Linked DNA regions of Mus musculus: region 2 is linked to region 1. A link is a contact called in public HiChIP or PLAC-seq data. All regions are on one chromosome and are shown on one strand. Each heading gives the region's core, a stretch centred on a gene start, on an enhancer-like site or on the middle of the called end of the contact. The rest is flanking DNA. Distances are from core to core; before and after follow the strand shown. Region 1 has its middle 75 kb from the start of Gm34244. Region 2 has its middle 40 kb from the start of Gm34306.

What was found. HiChIP or PLAC-seq counts read pairs in DNA pulled down with a chosen protein or histone mark.
Region 2: an H3K4me3 HiChIP or PLAC-seq map of the SCID.adh cell line shows a contact between it and region 1, with 10 read pairs. The contact joins two enhancer-like sites. A contact is called at or near these places in 1 of 15 datasets of contacts at CTCF or cohesin (pro-B cells) and 3 of 115 datasets of contacts at active chromatin or transcription factors (the SCID.adh cell line, large pre-B cells and pro-B cells).

What each region holds. Positions count from the first base shown.
Region 1 is chr1:137,426,309-137,431,754 of GRCm38.p6, reverse strand. No RefSeq gene overlaps it. Among named protein-coding and RNA genes, the nearest start is that of Gm34244, 75 kb to the right of the region's middle. Within about 2 kb of position 2,409, at least 10 of the 459 cell types and tissues checked have an H3K27ac peak or open chromatin away from gene starts, as enhancers often do. A contact at or near this core is called in the SCID.adh cell line, where this site is marked.
Region 2 is chr1:137,804,984-137,810,017 of GRCm38.p6, reverse strand. No RefSeq gene overlaps it. Among named protein-coding and RNA genes, the nearest start is that of Gm34306, 40 kb to the right of the region's middle. Within about 2 kb of position 3,462, at least 83 of the 459 cell types and tissues checked have an H3K27ac peak or open chromatin away from gene starts, as enhancers often do. A contact at or near this core is called in the SCID.adh cell line, where this site is marked.

The DNA of each region.
Region 1 (5,446 bases), core at 1,160-3,659:
ATTCACAGACCCCTAAGTAATATGCACTTACTCAAATTCCTGTGTGGTCAGTCAAGATGCCAAGCTTGAATGCTCAGTGGGGATAAACTAGCTGTAAGGAAAGTCTACTATGAACCCTTCCTAACAATATTTGAAATATGCCTTGAAATTGGCTAACCAGAAGAACTGATCATAAAGCAATATACACACACAATGTAAGTTAATGCAGCCATAAAAATAAAAAAAGAAAGAAAAAACATATACACCAACCCAGCCACAAAATGTTTGATCAAGAACACTGTCTTTTGATGTGCCAAAGTGGGAAATGCCCAGGAGAGGGCCTGCACCTTCTCAGATAAGGAGGGGAGGAGGGATGGGGGGACTATGTGAGGGGGACACCTTCAGGCGTGGGGCAGCAATTGGGATGTAAAGTGAATAAATAAATAAAGTAATGGGAAAAAAGAATGCTGACTTGACTGTAAAAATCTGCTACAGCAAGAGTAGCACAAACCTTGTGGGAGAAACCAACCAGTGTTGGTTTGACTTAAGGCCCACTGCCTGAGTTGGAATCCATACTCGACACTGACTGGGTGACCAAGAACCAGAAACTGGGTAATCCACAAACTTAGGGTAAACCCAAATACTACTGACCTTTTAAATAAAAAATTAAATAAAAAAATTTTTAAAAAAACTTGTGATAAAACTGACTTCTAATGATATTCTACCATAATCACAAATCCGTGCCTTCTTCAGCTTTCAGCAGAGAAGCTGCCTCCTACAGCAGATGGGAACAAATACAGAGATCAATAGCCAGACATCTTGAAGAGAGAGAGAGAGAGAGAGAGAGAGAGAGAGAGAGAGAGAGAGATCTTTGCACACTCAGCTCTAGATGGGATGTCTCCACCAAATCCCTCCCCTTAGTGCTCAAGGACCATGGAAGAGAGGACAGAAAGAACGTAAGAGTAATAGGGTTTGGAAGATACCTGGAAGATATGGCTCCCTAAATCAACTGAGCAAAGTTTATATGACTTTACAGAGACTGGGGCAGCAAGCACAGGGCCTGCACAGGTCTTCACTAGGTCCTCAGTGTGTATACCATGGCTTTCAGTTTAGTGTTATATGAGAGTCCTGAGTGTGTGAACGAGTGGGTCTTTGACTCCTGAGCCTTCTTTTGGGCTCTTTTCCTTCTGTTCATTTGCCTTATCCAACTTTGATGTGATTATTTTATTTTATTTTATTCTATTTTATTTTGTCATGTTTGTTTGTTATCTCTTAGAAGTTTGTTCTTTTCTAATAAGATACTGAGAAGGAATGGCTCCAGATGAGGTGGAAGGTGGGGAGGAGCTGAGAGGAACGGACGGAGCAGAAGCTGTAGTCATGATATATTGTATGAGAAAAGAATCAAGTTTTAATAAAACAGAAGAAAGGAAATCTTAATGTTTTCATAAAAATTGGTGTAATTGGAAATACTTATGTTAAGCAAAATAAGAAGATATAGAAAATTATTCAATACAGAGCATTTAGTGCATGTAATATACTAAAATATAAAATAATTATTAGAATTGAACAAACAGCCCATGTTTATTATTTACTAGGAGGAAAAACTCAAACCCTACTATTTTCCATGCTTTCAAAATAATATATTTTTATACAAATATATATACATATATTACATATGTGTTCATATGTGTATGCAATATATGTACATAGATATGCATATGTAGAGCATTATTTACATGGCAGGGTCATAAAACCAGAAAGGGATCATGAGAGGAAAGGAAGAAGTCTTAAGGGAAATAAAGAGGGGAATGGAGTACATGGAATAGAAATTACAGGTTGGGACTCACTGAGAAAGAGTGAGAAGCACCGAGAGAACAAAGGTGTATTTAGGAGGGCAAGCAACAAGAAAATGAATGAGCACAAATCATAATCATTCACACATTCAATACTGAAATATACATTGTGCTTGAGCTAAGTCTAGCTAGGCAACAGTATAAATGGGGCTGAGAGGAAAATAGGCTGTAGGCATTGCCTGTGTGGTTGGTAAATATTAATGAATTAAATATTCAATAAAAGTCAATGGTGACTACCACAACTCGTGAGAAAATATATTCAATGGAACAGAACCAGTGCAGTCTAAAAGCAGTTATGGGAGGTCTGTGAGGAGCTTACTGTGTATTAGGATGGCTTGCATGATCAGAGGCTTCAGAGCTCCACAGTAGCATCTGCTATCTGGACAGCCACGGAACGAAGAAGAAGTCGAGAACCTCAGAGCAAAAGAGAGAGATGATGCAACCCCAGTCCTATGCTAAGATCTAGAAGCTTCCTGGAATGCTGCTGGTGTGAATCCACACTCAAAAGTGGAACTATCTGGATCCCAATGTTTGTAGACAATATCAACACACCCACTCATGGAGAAAGGAGCTGGTGAGGCCCTAGGAGCACCCCTATCTTCCACTTCATGTCCCACTCTAGCCTCCAGCCTATTAGTCAATGTTGCTAACATTTTGTGTAGGCCTTCCTCCATAGTTCTCTGTCTCACATGCAAATTGTCTGTGGTTACACACACAAACACACACACACACACACACACACACACACACACACACACACACACACAGAGAGAGAGAGAGAGAGAGAGAGAGAGAGAGAGAGAGAGAGAGAGAACCAGAAGCAGTGTGCCCTAGGTATTTCTCAATCCAACCAAGTTGACAACTAAGATTAAGCACCATAGCTATGTCAGAATGAATTTTATTTTCAAAACATACTAAAACCAAATTGTGACCAAGTCATAGAAAATGATGAGAGAAAAGTGAAAACAATGGGAAAGCACAGGAAAGGTGTTCATGTATAACATATCAGTCATTAAACCATTCAAAAGGCACCACTGGAATATATTCTACTACACAACATTAGCGACCAGACATGAAGAAATAGGAGTGAGAGACAAAGAACCAAAACATGATAGATCAGAAAATATTAATTTTAAAAGGTATGTATAGCTCTGTTAACATGAAAAACTGTTTTGCCAATAGTATCATTTATTACAATGTGAACGAATCTTGAATTATTTTGAATATGCCTTGTTTGTTTCCGATCTACAAAAATAATCCTGTTACCATGAAATAAAGGGAGAATAAGTATGGGATAAAACAAAACAGAAAAAATAAGGAATCATAAGACTTTGCAGTATGTGTAAGGATACCCATATTCCCGTGTCAATGTCTCTATTTCAAGATAACCATTATTCCTTCTCAGGATGCAGGGACAAGATGCCCGCTTCAATGCTAGAAAATCTGTTGGCTTCTGAATCTGTAGAATCTTCAGTTTAAAATGGAGCATTTCAGAGCTTTCCTCCAGAACAATAGCTAGCTAACTGGTTACACTGTCTCTATGTAGCATATGCCTCTGCTAATGTAACATATACACTATCTAAAAAGTCACACCCTAAAATTAGCTCACATCCAAAAGTACAGTGTGTGAGGAGGAAACAAGCCAGCTGAGCTCTCTGAAACATTTGATGCAGCACACTACCATAAGCATCAGAAAGACATTTAAGCACAGTACTATGGAACTATAACTTAAGTACAGCAATTATCTAGCATGCACAAGGCCTCAGGTACTGCAAGTAAGAGGGGGCAAGAGGGACACCATTGTAGCATGTTTGATCACATTGTGAACCCCAAGATTGTGAACTGGAAAAAGCCTTGTGGTCTGACTCAGCCCTAGCTCACACCTTTATTCCAAGAGCTAAATAAAGTCAACCCTAGGTCAAGAGGCAGGGCAAGCAAACGGCTGACAGAAAGTGAACAGAATTAAACAGAAAGTCTGAACGTTGAGGAGAAGGGTTTTCTGGGGCGTTGGTGGAGAATTTTCCTTCTGGGACGTTGTTGCAGTAGGAAGGTCAGCTGAGTGCTTTCTCTGCCTCTCTGAGCTAGCAGGCTTTCACCACAGCGTCTGAGTCCTGAGTCTTTATTGGTAAAACAGAACAGCTGGGACTCATGTTTCTACTACAACAAAATACTGTAAGCATAGCTAAGAAACGAACAAAGCATGTTGTATGTTGTATACACAGGGTCCTAGCTTCAACTTCTAAGACACATAGTACAGGTTAAATAGCGTAAGACGGTCACAGAATATACCACACTTAGGGAGGACCATAGGGATGGAATAAAACCTCAAATCCACAGAGTTGGGGACAAAATGCAACTGAAAACCTGACCTAGCTGAACAAGGAGGAAGCATATAGGGGTCTCCCGGCACCATCATATCTGCACTGAGTGCAGAGCCCCAGAACCCAGCAGCCTTGGCTCAGATGCTGTGCCCTGCTAGGACATGTGCACTCCCCTGCTGGGGAAGATTGCAAGTGATGAATGTGAATTCTCTGTCACAATGACATTGCTCCCTACTTACCAGTCATCTTAGTCAATCTTTGTTACAGAACTGAAGAATAGGCTGCTATTATTTATTGTTATGTCAAAAAGGAGCATGGCTCACCATGCAACGAAGTGAAACTGACAACTACCCCAAAGGACAGAATTTTAAAATGGCATTTTTTAAATGGGTCTTTTTCCATCATGCATCTTGTTAGTCAGTAAGTGATACTCATAGAAATGTTTCCAGAGGATTATTAATCAACACAAAAATGAGATACATAATAACCATCCACTATACTAGTTAAATTAACATTAATTGAAAAACTGTCCTTCTTATAGAGAATAACTATCTACAATTTACCTGGGATTGTATAAGTTACTCTCTGTTGGCACTTAATAAAATAAGCTGGCATTGGGTGGGTGAGATGGCTCAGTGGGTAAGAAAGCACTTGTAACCATACTTGATAACTTGAGTTTTTCCCTCAAACCCACATGGTAGAAAAAACCAAACAATTCTACAAGTGGTCTTCTGATCTCCACATGCATACCATGAAGTGTGTGTGCACAAACACACAGACACATATACACATTATGTAAATAAAATTAAGAACATGAAGAAGAGGAGGAGGAAGAGGAGGAGGAAGAAGAAGGAGGAGAAGCAGCAGCAGCTGGGAATGCAGCCCAGGCAGAGTCCTTCACTAGCAGAGTCCAGATACTGGGTTTGGTCCCCTCTTCTAGTATCTTCCTTCAAAAAAGCTAACTGTAAATAACATGTACAGATGTATAGGTTACACTTTAGCAAAGATCCTATATAAACATTTAGCATGCAAAGTACCCTGATCTGTCTCCACTACAATGTGGCTTAGATTAAACTCAACACAAACATCTATATTCCAGAAATCTGAAAGATAAGTGTATTGTTTTATTATTTTAATTTTTATAATTTGTGGTACTGGTGATGAGAGCTACAACCCAATTAGTGCACAAAAAATAATTTAAAATTATAAGATCTGAGACTGCTGGTAGAAACACTTTAGGATGCAGGCACATGTGAGGTCTTTCTGAAAATGACTTTGACAGTACAAGAAGTA
Region 2 (5,034 bases), core at 2,213-4,712, 380 kb before region 1:
ACACACACACACACACGTGTCCACATATACTGGCCTATCTGCCTGACAATGGCATCAGGATAACACACAAGATCAGAAATGATCCAAGTTAACTAGATTTAACTTTGAGCCCTGAACAGTATTATCTGTGCCAAATTCCATATTGCCAGCTCACTTTTATTGCTATATTACTTAGAATTAAACGCCAGAGATAATCCTTTTAAATAGGCATGTTAGTTCCATTGAAATAAAATCCCTGTGACCCTAAGGTAAAGTCACTAAGTAGGGTGAGAACTGAAGTCTTTTCTGTTATTGAAAGGGGGAATTTTAGTTGTTGAGAACATAAATTTCCAGGTTCCTCAGGATAACTTGTGGATATTACCAGATATGTCTCTATTTCTAGTCACTTTTATCAGAATATGAATGGTATTGAAGATTTAGACAATGGCATAAAGTATCACATCTTAGCAGTGCTAATTTGCATGGTGAGTTCTCTTTTTCCACTTCTACTGAACAAATGTCCTGGCAGGACAGTATGTTCCATTTCTGGTCTGGCTATGGTTTGGTTGGTTTGAATGATGAACTATATAATGGTCAAAGAGACTTAAATAGATATACTCAGAATTCTTTTATGAATTGCTTTTATGATGAAGGAGCCTAATAGACCTCACTTGTTTTAGACTCTTGAAAGACCATGATAGCAGTAAAAGGAAGAGAAGCTGAATATGTGATCCTTTTGGACAGAGTTATTTTTTCCATTTTCCATTAAGTTAATTAAGAGAAGGTAAAAACTGGAGAGATGACTCAGTGGGTAAAGAACTTGCTGAGTGAACGTGAGGATCTATGTTTGGATCCTTAGAACTAAATAGAAGAGGGGCTTGTCAGTGTATCTGTTATCCCAAAGTTTCTCTCAAAGGAAGGTGGAGAGACATGGAATCAGTTGCTTGCTGGCCAGCTCTCCTGCTTTACACAACAAAGTACATAAGACTGTCTCAAAGAAGGATGTCTTCTAACTTCCATATGTGAATGAGGCATGTTCACATTTGCACTCATACTCAAGAAAACACACACACACACAGAGGCACATGCACACAAACATGCACGTGTGTGTGCACAAAGATTTTTAAGAAGTGTGCAGGCATATAAAAAATTAGTAAAATATAAGCTCTAAAATTTGGTGTATTTAAGTAAAAGATAACATACTATTTTTCTGTATGTATTTACTAAATATAGTATGTATCTTGTAATTCTTCCATGAAATAAATAATTATTTATGTGTTAATATTATCATCACTGAGGGTTCTATTATAGTAACAACCATTCCCAAATGGACATACATGTATCTATTTTTTTGTGTCGTTAATCATTGTCTAACGTAATTCTGTGTACTTTCTAGAAGAACCTCCATAATAATATATCCATCACACTAGCGTATTTTACTTTATATATGAGCTGAAGCAACTAGACACTAGTACAAGACATACTTCAAAATATTTGTGAGGAGTCTTTATGGACTTTTAGGGGAGTGATTTTGTCCTGATGAAAGAACTAAGTATTTCAGCCCAGAGACAAGAGTCCATTTAGATTAGAACCAAAGAATATACAGGACTTTAGGAGGAACAAATTGGTTTGGTATACTCCAGCAGAAGGGATAATCCTATCAAAGGTCAAGCTACGCTATGAAACGATATCACTTTAAAAAAATTATGATTGCTCTATAGTTGTCCCCATATATCTGATTATACTGTAAAAGGTTTTACTGCTGGTGAGTAACAATGCCAAATATTCAGAGAAAATATGTCTTTGCTGGGGCTGAACTGGAAAGAATATCATGAACTTTATGGGACAGAACAGGAAGAGTTCTCAGCGAGAGATCGAGGCATTTTTTTTTTTTTAGAGGAGTAGTAGATACTGAGAAACAGATAATTCAGTGATTATATCACCCCACACAAACAATCCTATGGGACATTAATTATTGGTTCACTTTACATATTAATAGATCCCAAAACTCTTCATAGCATCGGAGGTGCTTCTAGAGGCCAGAGTTGGATACCACTCTGGGGGAGTTCACAGCATTGCCAAATCAAAGTCTATGAGAAGACTTGGGATGGAGAAATCTGCTTGACTACATCAGAAAGAATGTAGGAGGAAACAAATGCTGACATATTGGCAGCTGTGTATGAGAGACTCTGTTGATGAGAAAAATTATCCTTCTGTGGCATATTCATGCTCTGTGGGTAGGGCAGTAATAAACACCAACTTGTGCTTCCACCTCTTCTTGGGACAGTCATACTTCTCCATTTGCTTCAGCATCCATGCTTGCATGAAGATATATTGGATAGTGTCATTCTCTGCATAGCAGATTTGGAAATCAGGATATACTTTGATCCAGAAGTAATTCTATTCTAACACTATTAAGATAAAATCTTTTGGAAATGACCTAGACATTGATGACATAAAGGCAAAAATTACAAAACAAGATTAGTGCCAAGGGCAAGATATTATATATAGACTGATATTGAACTTTAGTAATTACTTGATTTATGAAAAATGATCCAAGTTAATTTCATGTTTTAAAAATCAGTGGTTAAAATTATTTCTAAATACTGTTTTCGAATACTTTCTTTTTAAGAAACATGGGTATGATATTAATAATTTGTTCTTGGAGTAATAATTAACATGGAACATTTTTATTTTAAGTAAATAAAAAAAAATCCTTCGATATTAGACAAATGCAAAGGCGTCTACTACCCAGAGCAGTGGCACCGATCACTACCTTGTAGGGAATTTGAAACAGACAAGGGTTTGTTTTTATTTGGGGTGTCATCTGCTAGTATTTGACAGTTGTACTTTTAGGGTCAGATGAAAATTGTTCATCAAAGGTCAAGTCCTGTGAGACGTTATCAGTCTCACAGCCTAGGGAACAAAGATTTGTGAGACTCGTCCTGAATGCAGCTTCTATGGAGAGGTGGAAGTGGTAAGAAACCGTTGAACCAGTGGTTAAGAAGGTAGGTCTTGTGGGCACTGATGGGAAACAGTCGTTAGGGGAAAGCTGCTTCACCACACAGGAAACAAAAACTCTTGAAAGTGTCCAGCTGTGGAAGATGAATTTACACAGATAACATTTGAAAGCCAGTGCATGTACTAAATTGGTGACCGAGAACGAACGAAATGGAGAAGGGGAGGAGCTACCAGGGCCACTGTGAAGAGAAGGTTGTTGCATGCAAGACCTCTCAGTGCTGTATGGATCACATATTTCCACGTGTCCCTCTAAAATAATGCTTAAAAGCCATTTCCTCAGACATAAAATCCAGCGACTCTCAAAAGATCCCGAAAGAAATGTCTCAACCAAAGCCATATTTTGTAATTGAATGGAACCTTGAAAGTCTTAGAATGGACGTGTTTATGTCAAGGTTAGCTATACACCAGCACTGGACGTGAATACACATGCATACAACAGAGCATTGCCATCATAACAGCGGTAGAGTAACAACGCTTCTCATTTGCAGGGAGCTGACACACTTCCGTGATTGCAAACTGTCGGGAAACTTCTATGATCTCTGGAATTCCATTCACAGATGACCAAGGAGCAAGCCCAGCCCGGAAAAGCAGAAACACTTGGGGCAGATGGCAGGGCTCAGGTTTGGACCTATCTGTGATGATGCCTGAAGATGTGGTGGCTAAACAGTCCTCACTTGCTATAGCATTTGGAAGCAGGGGTTGTTTAGTTCCCACTTCCGCCTCTCTCTCTCTCTCTCTCTCTCTCTCTCTCTCTCTCTCTCTCTCTCTCTCTCTCTCTCTCTCTCTCTCGTGTGTGTGTGTGTGTGTGTGTGTGTGTGTGTGTGTGTGTGTGTGTGTTGGGGCTATTCTCTAATGGTTGAACCATCACTGCAGTGTTCCTCCCATTTCTGTCTTTGTTTGCTTCCTCTTGGTGTTTCATAGACATTCTCTGCATATTTCATTCTTTGGAAAAGCTCTCTGGTTTTGCACATTACCCTATACCTGCTGTTATTGGTATTAATATTGTTTTATGTTATTTGAACGTTTACATAGAGTCAGTTCCTGTTAAACACTGAAACCAAATATACTCCAGCAATAATACTGTGGTTGCACCTCTAAATTTTACCCACATATAAAATCATTTGTTGTTTGCTTTGAAATGTATGAGGAAAAAAAAAAAAGAATGGTGAAGAAGTGACTTAAAGATTAAAGCAAAGTCCTTAACGATGCAACACATTTTCCTGTATTATTTTCTATACACCCAATGCATCTGTAAGAAGTTTAGTGTGTTGGTAATTCCTTAAAGGTGCACAGGTGTTACCACTAGGTTAATCTCACACATCTGAATCTGTCAGCTCCTAACTTGAGCACTTGCACACACACAAGAGCAAGCATACTCATTCTTTTTCCCTTCTTGGCTGCTCCTTGAGACCCCTTTCTTGATGCTATAGTCTAGCAGAAACTTAGCCAAATTGCCATTTCAGCTTGAATAAAAATGGTAAGCAAGGGGATCCATCCCATAATCAGCTTCCAAATGCTGACACCATTGCATACACTATCAAGATGTTGCTGAAAGGACCCAGATATAGCTGTCTCTTGTGAGACTATGCAAGGGCCTAGCAAACACAGAAGTGGATGCTCACAGTCAGCTATTGGATGGATCACAGGGCTCCCAATGGAGGAGCTAGAGAAAGTATCCAAGGAGCTAAAGGGATCTGCAACCCTATAGGTGGAACAACATTATGAACTAACCAGTACCCGGGAGCTCTTGACTCTAGCTGCACATGTATCAAAAGATGGCCTAGTCGGCCATCACTGGAAAGAGAGGCCCGTTGGAGTTGCAAACTTTATATGCCCCAGTACAGGGGAACACCATGGCCAAAAAGTGGGAGTGGGTGGGTAGGGGGGTGGGGGAGGGTATGGGGGACTTTTGGGATAGCATTGGAAATGTAAATGAGGAAAATACCTAATAAAAATATTTTTTAAAAATGGCAAGTGAGACTTTTCACTCTTCCTTTCCCTTCTCACCGGTCTAAGTCCTTCTGGAAGAAGACT